Regions from separate parts of the Rattus norvegicus genome. Here all the other regions are linked to region 1. The links are chromatin contacts, called in public Hi-C maps. All regions are on one chromosome and are shown on one strand. The core of a region is the stretch at or near the end of the contact, and the rest is flanking DNA. Distances in the headings are between cores, read along the strand shown.

Region 1 (4,270 bases), core at 1,221-3,720:
TCTGGGGATGAATAGCTTGATAGTTTTTCTGAAGAGTAGACTGTTAGGCCAGGGACAGCATCACTTTCCTATGATCCTAATACTGGGGAGGTAAAATTAGGAGGATCAGAAGTTCAGTGACATCCTCAGCTACATATCGAGTTCAAGGCCAGCCTGAGCTATGTGAGGTCATCATTTCTTTGTAAGAACAAGCTCAGGTTGCTTAAGCCAGTTGGGTAATTTTCTTTAATCTGGTCAGGCATGTATAGTTGGCTGAGAAGGCAGCACATGGCATTTGCATGTCTGAAGCTATTGTGTACCCAGGGGGTGTCTTTGGAAGGTTGCTTGTGGGATGCACAGCATGCTGTAGTTTCTGATCGCTCTAGGATTTGAAAGGCAGAGACTGGAGTCAGGATTTTTAAAAAAAATGGGATTTATTGTCTTCCAAAAGAGCTGATGAGGTCACCAGTGCTGCTCAGGGAATCCATTTGGCAGTTGCTTTTTCCTGAAGACTGGGGAGCTGTCTCAGCCCTGGAGTTTCCACACAGCAGGCCCTGGACCTCGTAGGTTAGTTGATGGATGACCAGAACTGCTTTGTTTCCTAGCCTTTTGAGGAAACTGGAGGCAGCTCAGTCCTTCCACGAGCATCTTGTATTTTTATAAATTGATCTGATTCTGGGTCCCACTATGGGAGAAAAATTGTTATTTGTCTTCTTCCTGTCCACATAGCTTTGACCTAATGCTATTTCCTCCTTCAAAAGTCTGCTTTTGGGGGCTACATACTGAGAGCCTTTACAGGTCACCATGGCTAAGATTTTCAAAGGTCTGTACTGATTTAGCAGGCATCCATTCACCATTACTAGTTTCGGTTGAGTTCAAATTAGATTTATTATTTGAAATAGAAAAAGGATGGATAGGTTCAGGCCAGTTTAACTGTTATTAGCAGTTGAAATAAAAATTTGTGGGGATTTTAAAATGATGTCCTTAATTTTCTTGTTACTTACATTATACTAGATAAAAAAGATTTTGAAGAATAATTTTTTCCACATGCAGAATTATGAAAAATGTAAGGGGGTGATTTATGTCACTAACTCTAAGTGAATTTTCCTAAACTGGAGAAGGAGGCAGAATATTTCTGTGAAGGTTACCCCTGAGGAATTCAAAAGGTGGTTCTAATAAACAGCCTTGGGCTGGGCCTGGACAGTTGACTCAGCAGCTGAAGTCACTTGCTGCTTTTGCAGAGGGTCTTGGTTTACCCTTCATATGGAAGCTAACAGCTGTCTGAAATCCAACTTCTGGGCACCTGATATCTGATGCCCCCTTCTGGCCTCTGAAGGCACAAGGCACACAGGTAGTGCACACACTACACATACATGTAGACAAAACACTCAGACATAAAATAATAAATAGTAAAAGCCCATGGGCTCTGTCAAACTTGAGCGATCTTGTGAACTAGTCATGTAACCTTGCCAACCTCGCTTTCTTCTTCTGCTAGGGCTAGTAGCAGCAGCAATGTTTCACCGAATGTTGAGAGATAAGAATCTATTGCAAAGCAAGAGATTGATATATAGTAGGCAGGTCATACTTTTGAATTCTGCTACTTTGTTGGGGTTCAGTACTATTTAGCTATGTTAAGGAGGGTCTCAATAGGGTACGAAGCTCCTGCAATTGGTTAACCAGAACAACACACCTATGTAAGAGCCGTGTGTACTATAATATTCAACTAATTAGATATAATGGTATGCCTCAGACTTGCTAGTTGTTGAGGTATAGATTAAACATCTTAAATGTTTTCAGTTTGTTATCAGTAGTGTATAATGAAACATGACTTAAAAACATTGCTTTAAAATGAAAACTTGACAAAGAAACACGGAAGTTGTGTCTTGCAGTTAAATGAGCTTGCTTAGGAAACACAATACACTCTGGAAGAAACTGTTCCCAAAGACCTCAGGAGAGCTGTACGAATATCAACCCGAGTTCCGTGTTTAAAAAGCTACTGAAGCTAGTTAAAATTTCTGCACCTCAAATCCCCACATTTTAAGAATTTGGATCTTGGAAGGAGTCCAACGTTCTCCATTCCCAGGATACAGCCAATGGTTGGAAGGGATGACGCCGCTAGCGACTCTAGGTCAATGGGTGGGGGTTGGGGGACGGGCACACTCGAGTTCTCCGGGACCTTGTTTTGTTCGGCAGGGTGGCGAGAGTGGTTCTTCCATTAGCAGCGTTTTTGCTAAGACAACCGACCGCCGTGCCTTTAGCCGCCTGTCCAGAGCCACTGGGGACACATATTCGGGAAACTGAGTCACACAAGCTCAGCGGTGCAGATCAGAGCCTCTGTTACACGCAGGCGCAACTAACCCGGCTCCCGAGGGTCTCTGGGTCCCGCCTTCCTCGCGCGGCTCAACCACGTGCTGGGGGGCGGAGCTCCACTCGGCCGCAGGCCAGTGAGCGGAAGTGACGTCGGCAAAGAGCCATTTCCGGCAGGCCGAAACTAGGAAGAAACTTGAAGCTGCTGAGGCACGGGTCGTAGTCCCCGCCACTGTGCCCCGTGGCCCGCGCCGCGCGGAGCTGTGGAGGCCTGGCCATGGGGTGGCGCCGGGCTCGTGCGGCGTAGACGTACGGCCTCCCGCGGGCTCCACTGACGGGCCGGGCGCTCGCGGGCGGCAGGCGGCGTGGGAGCCGCGGCCACTGCGGGCCTGGGCTCCGGCATCATGAACATCGACGTTGAGTTCCACATCCGGCACAATTATCCTTGGAGCAAGTTGCCAACTAACGTGAAACAGGTATGGCTCCTCCCCGCTTCGGTGTCGCCTGACCTGCGGACCGTGGAGGGCTCGGGAAAACTGGGCGTGCGCTGTCTCCCAAGAAGGCTGAATGAACTCTTGGTACCTCAGCCCGCAGACTCTATATAAGCCAGGCGCCTACGATCTAAAATAAAGCCCCCGGACCCCAAACTTAAGAGTGGTGGGAGAAGGCAGTACAAGACAGTTCAAACGTTCCTCCTCTGTAGCGTATCTGGAGGTTAAGTTGCCCATTTAGAGTTGCATGTGTAACTGGAAGCATTTAAAGTTGGCTCTGGAAGACCAAGAAAAGTTAATAAGATAAGGGACGAAGCCCTTCCTCCCCCAAGGAGGGGGAAGAACGTCTCCAGACATCACCAAGGCTCGGAGATGTGTTTCGATGCATTTGGAAGTGTCGGCTGAATGCGTGAGAGTAATATCTGCTGAGGTTGGCAGGGTAGTCAGGTCTGATTTGAAAGGGTATGTGTGCTTTGAGTTGTCGGACTTCGTCCTTTAGACAGGCTGGTTTTGTAAAGAATGTGTCAACGGGAGCATGACCTGAGGGTTATTTTATTTTATTTTATTTTTTAAATCTAATGGTGAATGGTAGTTTTACTCAGCAGCATTTATTGAGCACCTACTAGTTGTATGCCTGGTTTTGGATGTAGATAGTTTGCAGCACTCAGACAACGATCCTGTCTCCACGGAGAGTCTGTTTTATCAGAGACAGAGTAAATAGACTCATGAAAGTACTGAACAAGACAGGTGGTTTGAACTCTTACGAAGGCCTTGATGCGTGTGCCACATTCAAGGCACCGTTTCTCTGCCCTCCATTTCTCGTTCAGTTCCACTGATTTCTGGTTTCTCTTGGTGATAGGCAGCAGATATGCTTTTGAAAAGTATGGAATGGCGGTGATAATGGTTTTATGATTCTTGTGGTTCACTTTGAGTCCTAGTTCTAGGGGATGAGTTAAGGGTCTGGTGAACATCACATGACAAAATACTTTTAAGACACCAGAATCCTAGATAATAGCAAGGTGTGTTTCAGGGACAAAGGTCTCTAGAATGTCAAAGATGTCAAGTTTCTCGGTTTCTGAAACTTGAAAAAAAGTCTAACTCTTTGGAAATAAGTTCCTCTTAAGTTTGAATGAGGTTGGCACTTTTTGTCCTTTAGACAAATATGTTCTGAGACATATTTGAAGACAAGTAGAATAAATAGTCCTTTATTTCCTTTTTAAATAGCTTATACCCAACTTAAATAATTGATTCTATTAGTATTGGCAAAAGCCTCCTCAAACTTAATTGCTCTTACTAAATAATAGGACAGTGCTAAAACTTAAGTCCAGATATAAACTGATTAGTTTTTGCGTGTAAAACCACTGAAAGGCCCAGTTCTTTTGTGTTAGGCTCAATAAGGCCTTTGTACACATTTGTTTCTGCAGACCTCCAGCCTTTCCATGGTTTCCTGAAGTTAAGGTCCACTTTAGATGATATCACCCTTCTGTGTGGTT
Region 2 (4,270 bases), core at 1,105-3,604, 360 kb before region 1:
TCTGAGTATAACACTAGAGCTGTATGCACTGTGGGGAAAGCAAGGAACAGCACATATTCAAAGAAGTCTTCCAAATGCTGAGCCACAAGCTTGTTATACTCGACCTGTATCTTTAAAACATTTCTACCAAAAACATTAAGCTCTTTTGAGAATATAAGAATGGCTCAGACCATATGTTACTGAAGTCATTAGGGTTCTTTCTTGTTTTTTCTCTCTCTCTCTCTCTCTCATTTTAATCTAAGCTGTCAAATAAAATATATCAAGAGATAGTTCTACAAAAAAAATTCATTGATAAAATACTGTAAATTCTATATTTTAAAAAATGCCTAAGGGCCAGTAAGGTGACTTGGTCGGTAAAAGCATTTACCACCAAGCCTGACAACCTGAGTCTGATATCCAGAACCTACATAGTGGGTGGAGAAGCAACTCCTGAAAGTTATCCTCTAACTTCCACATGCATACAGTAGGATGTGCACATAACTGCATATAAACACAAATAAATAATAAATGTAAAAAAATTAGTATCTAAGATTGAGATGGTGGTACATGCTTGTAAGCCCAGCACTGACAAGGAAGAGGCAAGAGGATTGCCATGACTTCAAGGACAGCCTAGACTATGTTTTGAAATGCCAATTCAAAACAAAATCTAAGATTATGCATTTTACTTTGCTAAATTTACTAATTTACAAAATTAGTCTGTATACTTTTAAAATGCTTGGAGGATGGAGAAACTAAGTAAAGAAAATATTCATGACTGTCCTTTTCTTCATATGCCTTGTTACCAAACTACCGTCCTTGACAGCACTCAGCTTTTCCTTCACTTAGAATCTGGAATCAGAATTGCTTCTTTAGAAATAATCTAGTGCCAGTAGCCTTGTTAGGACAAACTTTTACTAATCCCCATTACCAGTATGAAATAATGACCTTTTCAGGGCAGTTTAAAAAGAAACAGGTAATTACCACTGCATACAAATTAAAGTGTTAGGACAAAGACTTCTGAAATACAATGACCAGCAGCACCACAAAGAAAAAGGTGTACTCGTGTACCCCGCAACACAGGCTTTTCCTGGGGGAGGAGTGGTTCCTCCGGATTTTCATTTGGCATCATATTAACCTCAAAGAGAACTGCTTCTTCGAGTTACATGGAATCCCACCCTAAATACGTCACAAATTCTCAATCGGCCTCTCTTATAATTTCCTCCTAAATATTATCTCTTCTCGGTTTGTTTTGGTTTTGTCTTTTAGAGAAGGGTTGATGACAAAAAAGTACTGTAAGCAATTCCTACCTTATCTACGCTTCTTCTCCACATTCAGTTTCCAATTGCTTTTCCCAGAACCTTAATCCCTAAGCTAAGGAGAGCAAACAGAATCTTATTCTTCGGTTTGGTTTGTTTCTTACTGGTACCTTTGGAGCACCGAAACAAAGAATTCTAAGTCCCTCTCTTGGAACTTCAGTGTAAATACACAAGGAAAGCGCTTCTGTCAGGGCTCGGCTTCCCTGCCATCAGACCCCAGTCCTTTTTATTTCCTCTTCCTAGCCAATTCCCTTGAAGCCCCAAGGCTTGGAGATTGCTCTGGTCCATCGCTCTCCCAAGTCTCTGCACTCACGCTCCTGTACCTCTGCAGAAAGAGACAAGTGTGTTTCCACCTTCTTTAATTAACTTCTCCCCTAAAATCCTGGTCTTCCTCAAAATATACTTCGCATTATACTTCTTAGAGATGCAACTCTGAGTCTTCCCTGTTGATGTTCCCATTGCTTTGACCCCAAAGCCAGCGACTACAGTCCAGCAGGAGATCCTTTGCTGACTCTTCAGAGGGGCTGCGCCGCGTCCCCACGAGGTGGCCCCACGCCTCCGGAGGCCCAACGCTGGAGATCTCCCCCAGGACCCGCCCGGTAGTTAAGGTCTGCTGGCCCAGAGACGTCCTCCCCTCAGGGAGACCCCATCCCCTCAACACCCCCAAGTTACTCAGTGCTCTCCCAACCAAGGCACTGGGGCTTTCCCTCCAAGCCCCCCCGCCCAGAGCTCCGTCCTCGCTTTCACACCCTCGAGAGAACCCGGGAGCTGAGACTCTGTCCGCCCCGCCGCGGGGCAGGCCCGGTCCCTCGGGGTCGGATGCTGCGTGCCCCAGCGCCGTGGGCTGGGTCAGGGGGTGGGGGTGTCTCTGCCCCGCTGCTGCCCGTCCCGTGCCGCGCCAGGGCCCGCGCCTCTAGACTTCCCCACTCGCCACGAGCTCTAGCTCGGGTTCCACCCGCAGCCCCGCAACCGCGAGGCCCAATACCCAGCCGGCTCGCGCAGCTACCTGCAGGGGCCGCCTCGCCTCAGCGCCTCGCCGCCGCCATCTTGCATTTCAGAGCGACTGCACTTTTCAGGGAGTCAACTCTGACCTGTGAACCCTAACCCCGGAACCACTCGGAGGGCCCTCGCGCGGGGGGCCCACGGAGCTCTGCAGCCCGGCAGGAGCTCCAAGACGCCAGGCTAGGGTGCGAGAGAGACTCCCGGTCCCTAAGCCTACAAGGGCTGCGAGGAGGAGCCAACCGAGGCGGAGCGAGATGGGCGCCCCACTCGAGGACTTCGCCGCTCCTCTGGGATGCGACCCAGGCCGCTCCTCTAGAACCCTGCGCTGCGGGAGGTGTGCGCCGCCCCGCCCTCTGTCAGGAAGAGTCACGCCCCCTGTCAGGAGGGAGCCACGCCTCTGTCACGAGAAGCCACGCCCTATCATGAGAGGCTCCTCCTTCCGGCCTTGCGAGGCTCCACCTCCCTCAGGCGATTGCTCGGCCAGCGGTCGTCAGAAGTTGGACTCCGCCTCCCGCGACCGAGGTCGCTGTCTCCCGTGGAAACTGCCTTGGTCTTCCGCCACCCCTTCTGTCTTGGAGCCCGACTCCTAAGGTCCCGCCCCTCCCTAAGCCACTCCCACTGTCACTCTCAGCTCCTCCTTGGGAGCGCCCTCTGGATTCCAGCCGCGCCCCCACCCGCTGTCAACAGTCCCGCGCTCCTGTCAGCTGCAACTCCGCCTCTTCTAGCCCGAGTCCAGCGGGACCCGTAGTTACAGCTTTGGACGGGAAAAGTTGAGTGTGGCCCCACTTGGAGCCTTCCGCCTCTGCCTGCTGCCGCAGTCCCTCTTCCCACTGCGAGCCACACTGACTGAAACTGAGCTCTCAGTGGGCACCAGCCCCTTCGCGGCCATCTGAGGATCTCATCATCTTCCCTACCTGTCTTTCCGCCCTCTCATCATTGTTACAATGAATATACACACGAAGGCAAAAGGAAGCCACTCATAGTGTTCTGTGTATTCACGGCTCCGGACGTAAGAGAATTCTTTGGCGCCTGGATGTTTAGTCCCCACCCCCATCCCAGTCACGGACCCTTTGTGTTTGTGACAGAGCTCCACCAAGCCACACCAGTCCGAAAATCTGCACTCTACATTTGCTTGAAGGGAAGACTTGGCTGCTGAAATCAATGCGCACAATATTTAGTTGCATCCTAAAATTCTAAAACTTGTGTATGCTGAGTCTTAATGATGATCTCACCAGCAGAGGTACTCAACCCTGTCCCACTCTCAGCCCGTTCTTAAGACAAAAATTAACAGCACTCTAGCTTCTTGAAACTAAATTCAGAATGTAAACTACTTGTACAAATAAGTCAAGAAATCAGTGTAATTTTTTTTTTCGGAGCTGGGGATCGAACCCAGGGCTTTGCGCTCGATAGGCAAGCGCTCTACCGCTGAGCTAAATCCCCAACCCCGTAATTTTTAATAAGAACAAAAAATAGAAAGTAGTTTGTAATGCGATACTAATATCAGTAAAACTAAAACAATGCTTTCTCCACGATGTATTTAAATACTCGTGTCCCTCACAAGAAAAAGAAAAATACAAGACAAAAAGTTGCACACACACACACACACCAGTTTATGCTCACCCAGAGACAGTTCCAGGTCCACTGAGAATCCCAGTTTAGAATTTAACTATAAACAAAGAAAATATTTCAAATTCAGATATTCAACCTTTGGTTCATGCATTCGACCATTTGCTTTTTGAGAACCACACATGCCAGACACCAAAGGAGATATAAAACTGAGTAAGGTCATCCTGTCATCCATTGGTATCTAAAAGGGATTGTTCTGGAACCCTCCACAATACCCAAATGGAGCATTATTCACGTCCCTTAAATAAACTGACTGGTGTGGAATTTGCATCTAATCTGTGCAATGCCCCCATGGAGTTTACATCATCTCTACCAGGACGGTGTAGATGCCAGGCAAAGAGCTGCTG
Region 3 (4,270 bases), core at 1,047-3,546, 290 kb before region 1:
GACTTCATTTTAGAGAACCTGACCTAAGTTTGAACTCAGGTAAACTAAGAGGTTTGTACCTAGCATTAGTGTCCAAGTTGCCCCCCAACAAAACCTGAGCCTAGCTCCCAGTCTCTAGGCTAATTCCCAATAAGACCAGAGTTCCCAGGTTACACCCTCACAAGACCAGTGTTTCCAGGTTATTCATCCAACAAACTTGCACCCCCAGGTTACAAGCCCATCCCTTGCTTAATGACCACCAGTGCAGAGGGGAGCAGAAGTTAAGTTTATGATATGATTCCCAGCACCAGCCAATTATGTTAAATGCTACAGTAGCTTTCCAATTAGATGCTTGCACACGTACTCCCTGCTTGCTGCTTACTATAAAGTCTTGTCCTGATAAGACATTCGGGGCTCCCCCACAACCAAAACCATCCTGAGTGACAGTGGTGCATCGGGGAGACCCGAGCTAGCTTAAATTGAATAAAGACCTTGTTTGAGTTACATCAGATTGGCTCCTGTGTGATCACTAACATTACCCTGGCATAACGGAACAAGATGTAGAACTCTCAGCTACTCCAGCATCCTGCCTAGATGCTGCCATGCTTCCTGTCATGATAATAATGGACTGAACCTCTGACACTGTAAGCCAGCCCCAACTAAATGTTGTCTCTTGTGTTGACTTAGTCATGGTGTCTCTTCAAAGCAATGGTAACCCTAAGACAGCTGGAGTGGAACACCCACGTAAATAGTAACTTGAAACTGGTTCCTGTTCATTGAGGAAGGGAAGGGCTAATAGAAGGCAGATCAGTTTGCTGGAGTTGCCAAAGTGTGGGACGATGTGCAGTTGCAGGGCAGACAGGTAACCCCTAGACCATGGTGTGTGGGGGTAGGTGGGTGGGGTTGGGTGTGGTGTGGGGCAGATGAGGGGGAGTCTGAGAACAGCGGGGTTGATTCCCACAGCACCTGGGGCAAGAGTGCTATGAGGGGAGGAAAGAGGATGAAGGCCATTGTGTGATTGCTGTCCACCTACAACTGCAAGCATGCTTTCCCACGCTCTGGTGTCTGTCCAGAGCTGACCGCACTGCAGGTTAGGCTGATCACACATGATGGACTGAACTAGCTCTGGTCTGCTCGAAACTGCAGGGATTCTTGCCCTTGCAAAATCTTTCCATCCTTCTACTCAGAAAGCTTAACCTTACACTCATTTTACCAACCAAGAGAGGCTTCATGACACCCTCCCACACACCACTGAGCCTCTGTTGAATTGAATATTCAAGCTGAAGCAATAAATTGGTAACAGACACAAACACATGTTTAGTTCTTAGGATTTATGGGTTTTGGAAAGCAGCTAAACTTCACCAGTATACCACCAGCACTTTATGGGATTTGGGCCCCAGAAGGCTGAGAGTCTGGGTGGCCTATAAACCAATCTTAAGAGGTTCAGTTTTTGCAGGGACGTTCTGAGCACTTACAGCACACACAGGAAACTGGGATGTCTACAGAGAGTTCTCTGTGTCCTTCATTCACCCTGAATAAACACTTTTAGCAATTTGGTGTCTTTCCTTCTGAAAATAAATATGGTTAACACAACATGCTATCCAGACTCTTTAAATAAATTTTTTTAAAGAAAAATTCTTTTGTAGTCCAGGCTCACCTTGCACTCAAAGCAATCCTCCTGCCTCAGTCTCCTGCATGCAAGGATGCAAGGACTATCCGACACCACACCTGGTTAAAACTTTTTTCTTTAAAACACACACACACACACACACACACACACACATCCAGATTAAAAGAAATTAAAATACAATATGGTCAGATTTGGATGCACTCGCTCAATTTTAGTCTTTCCCTCTTTCTCGGTTCCTGCTCGACTTCTAAAGCTTCAGCTGTCATGCCCAAGAATCTCTTACTTTAGGGTTTCTTCTGGTTTCATACAGCTGGCAACCTTAGCTGGAGAATAGGGGTATCCGGAAACTCATACCTAACACTGCTACAACACAAGCAATCCCTCCACCTGAGGGCGACTAGGTCCACGCAGCGCAGCTCAAGAACCGTTCGGTCGGAGGCGAGAGAAGCCTCTGAGTGGATCCTACTCAGCCCCAGGCTCCACCCACCATGTAAGACCTAGCAAGAACTACACAGTTCTTGGTGTCCGAGGATTCGCATTCCCAGCCGCCACTCCAGCAGTCCCGCCCCACCCCACCTTAGGCCCCACGCCCACTCATTCTCCCAGTCCCGCCCATCCGGAACCACGCAGTCTTCGTCGTCCCGGGCTCCGCCCTACGCTGCACTGGGTCCCGCCCACCCGGCTCCCGGCTCCCGGCTCCCGGCTCCCGGCTCTTCTACCCGGAAACTGTCCTGGCAGTCTACACTCCTGTCCTCTCCGCTTGGGAGATTGGCAACAATTGTGGCTAGCGGGTTGTTTAGTTGTTCTGTGAGCCACAGTTTCGGGTCATGGAGGGGGACAGCCGCGCCGCCACGGCCTCGCAGTACCAGCCGGCCTGCCCTACGCGGGACGCATGTGTCTACAGCAGCTGCTATTGGTGAGGGAGCGCGGGCGCGGTCCCCGGGAATCTGCGCGTCTTCGCGCGCCGCCACCAATGCGTTCCTCTCCCGGTCCTGCTCCGAGCGCGGCAGGCCCACACTGCCCGGGTTTGGCGCCGGGATGAGGAGGTTGGGGAACGCATTTCTGGTCTCCATAACTGGGCGAGGGCTGTGGGGTGGAGTTGAGGCGTCTTAGTGCACAGGGACGAGGTAGCGGAGTTAGACTGGAGACCCTACGGTAACTGTTGTGGTCTGTGTTGTTTCGGGTTGAAATAGAGGTCTTTTTAATTTTAAAGACAATGGAGACACAGAGTTTGTGGTAGCCGGAAACCCAGTCCATGCAACTGGCTATCCTGATCACCGAACTGGCGTGATGATAATGGTTACATTTGCACTGTCCTTGCCATATGCCAAACATTGTTTTGGGTGCACGGTGTAAATTAACTCAGTTGAAGCTCACAGTAACCCCAAGAGGTAGGCTCTGTTGTGATCGCAGCTTTGAAGAACTCTGAGGCACAAAAGGGTGCTGCTGTTTTACACAAGACCTCAGGATTGTGAGGTTAGTGCCCTTAGGCTACCTCTGCAGCTCAAACACTGTCCACCTTGGCTTTTTGGCTCCCAGGCCTCACCTTCCTTTTGTGTAGGGACTGCTTCCCCAACCCAGAAGAAATCTCAGGATCATGTAAACATACTCCTCCTCACTCTACCAAGGATACTAAGAACTTAACATTCATTCAGCCGTGACCACTTTAACCCAAGTCCAGTTGCTTGCTCTGGTTCTCAACTGCCCAACACTGCAACCCTTTAATACAGAGCCTCATGTGGTGATCCACAGCTGTAAAAATTTCATTGCTATTTCACAACTAATTTTGCTACAGTTATGAATCATAATGTAAATATCGGATATTTAACCCCACGACCCACAGATTGTGGGTCCACAGAGAGTGGATGGTAGAGCAATGTCTTGGAGACAGGTTCTATGGTAGTTATTGACAGAACAAAGGCTGAACCATAGAATGATTGTGGTTTGCCTCTGACCACACAACTAAGTGATGGAATGAGATCTGGAGTCTACATGGTGGTTGGAAGTCTTTGCTTTTTAGCTGTTGCATTGTATATCTGCTCCACTTGGTTTCCATTGCTAGTTTTTATCTGGAGCATTTCTGTATCTTTCATTTATTCAGTAAATATTTTGTTGGGATGTGAAATGTATGTTGGTTGATTCTGTCTGTGCACTGAGGTTTTAGCAGTAAAGAATGTGGATAAATTTCCTGGCAGTGCCAAGGAGCTAGGTCCTGGTTTCTAAAAGGGGTGTTTGGGATCAGTGAAAACAAACTACTTGGGGGTTGGAGAGATAACTCAGTGGTTAAGAGCACTGACTGTTCTCTTCCAGAGGTCCTGAGTTCAATTCCTAGCAACCACATGGTAGCTCACAACCTTCTGTAATGTGATCCGATGCCCTCTTCTGGTGTGGCTGAAGATAGCTACAGTGTACTTATATAAATAAAATAAATACATACATCTTAAAAAAAAAACCCCAACAAACTACTCAAAGTCAAATTGTGGGTCCAAGCTGCTGTCCTCTGCTGAGATGGCTCTCTAGATTGGGCTTTCGTTCTCTCTCTCTCTCTCTCTCTCTCTCTCTCTCTCTCTCTGTGTGTGTGTGTGTGTGTGTGTGTGTGTGTGTGTTTTCTGCTCCAGACAACTTTCAGACCACTCTGTGTGCTCTGCTCTAGACAGCTTT

The links. Hi-C and Micro-C count contacts between places; a contact is called where the count stands out from the background.
Region 2: a Hi-C map of liver shows a contact between it and region 1, with 4 times the contacts expected there. The contact joins the promoter of Zhx1 here to the promoter of Fam91a1 in region 1. A contact is called at or near these places in 2 of 12 Hi-C or Micro-C datasets (liver and mammary epithelial cells).
Region 3: a Hi-C map of liver shows a contact between it and region 1, with 3 times the contacts expected there. The contact joins the promoter of Ntaq1 here to the promoter of Fam91a1 in region 1. A contact is called at or near these places in 5 of 12 Hi-C or Micro-C datasets (the Rat2 cell line, Schwann cells, liver and 2 more) and 1 of 1 datasets of contacts at active chromatin or transcription factors (oligodendrocytes).

Annotation. Positions count from the first base shown.
Region 1 is chr7:91,856,610-91,860,879 of GRCr8, forward strand. It overlaps Fam91a1 (family with sequence similarity 91, member A1), which reads left to right and starts at 2,471. Exons shown (of 24, transcript NM_001127578.1): 1 at 2,471-2,762. The coding sequence starts at 2,691. LOC134479911 (a long non-coding RNA gene) reads right to left here and starts at 2,452. Exons shown (of 2, transcript XR_010053804.1): 1 at 2,338-2,452; 2 at 395-664.
Region 2 is chr7:91,498,114-91,502,383 of GRCr8, forward strand. Zhx1 (zinc fingers and homeoboxes 1) reads right to left here and starts at 2,355. Exons shown (of 4, transcript NM_133620.2): 1 at 2,302-2,355.
Region 3 is chr7:91,571,563-91,575,832 of GRCr8, forward strand. Ntaq1 (N-terminal glutamine amidase 1) reads left to right here and starts at 2,297. Exons shown (of 6, transcript NM_001025024.2): 1 at 2,297-2,525. The coding sequence starts at 2,437. LOC134479909 (a long non-coding RNA gene) reads left to right here. Exons shown (of 2, transcript XR_010053801.1): 2 at 1-663.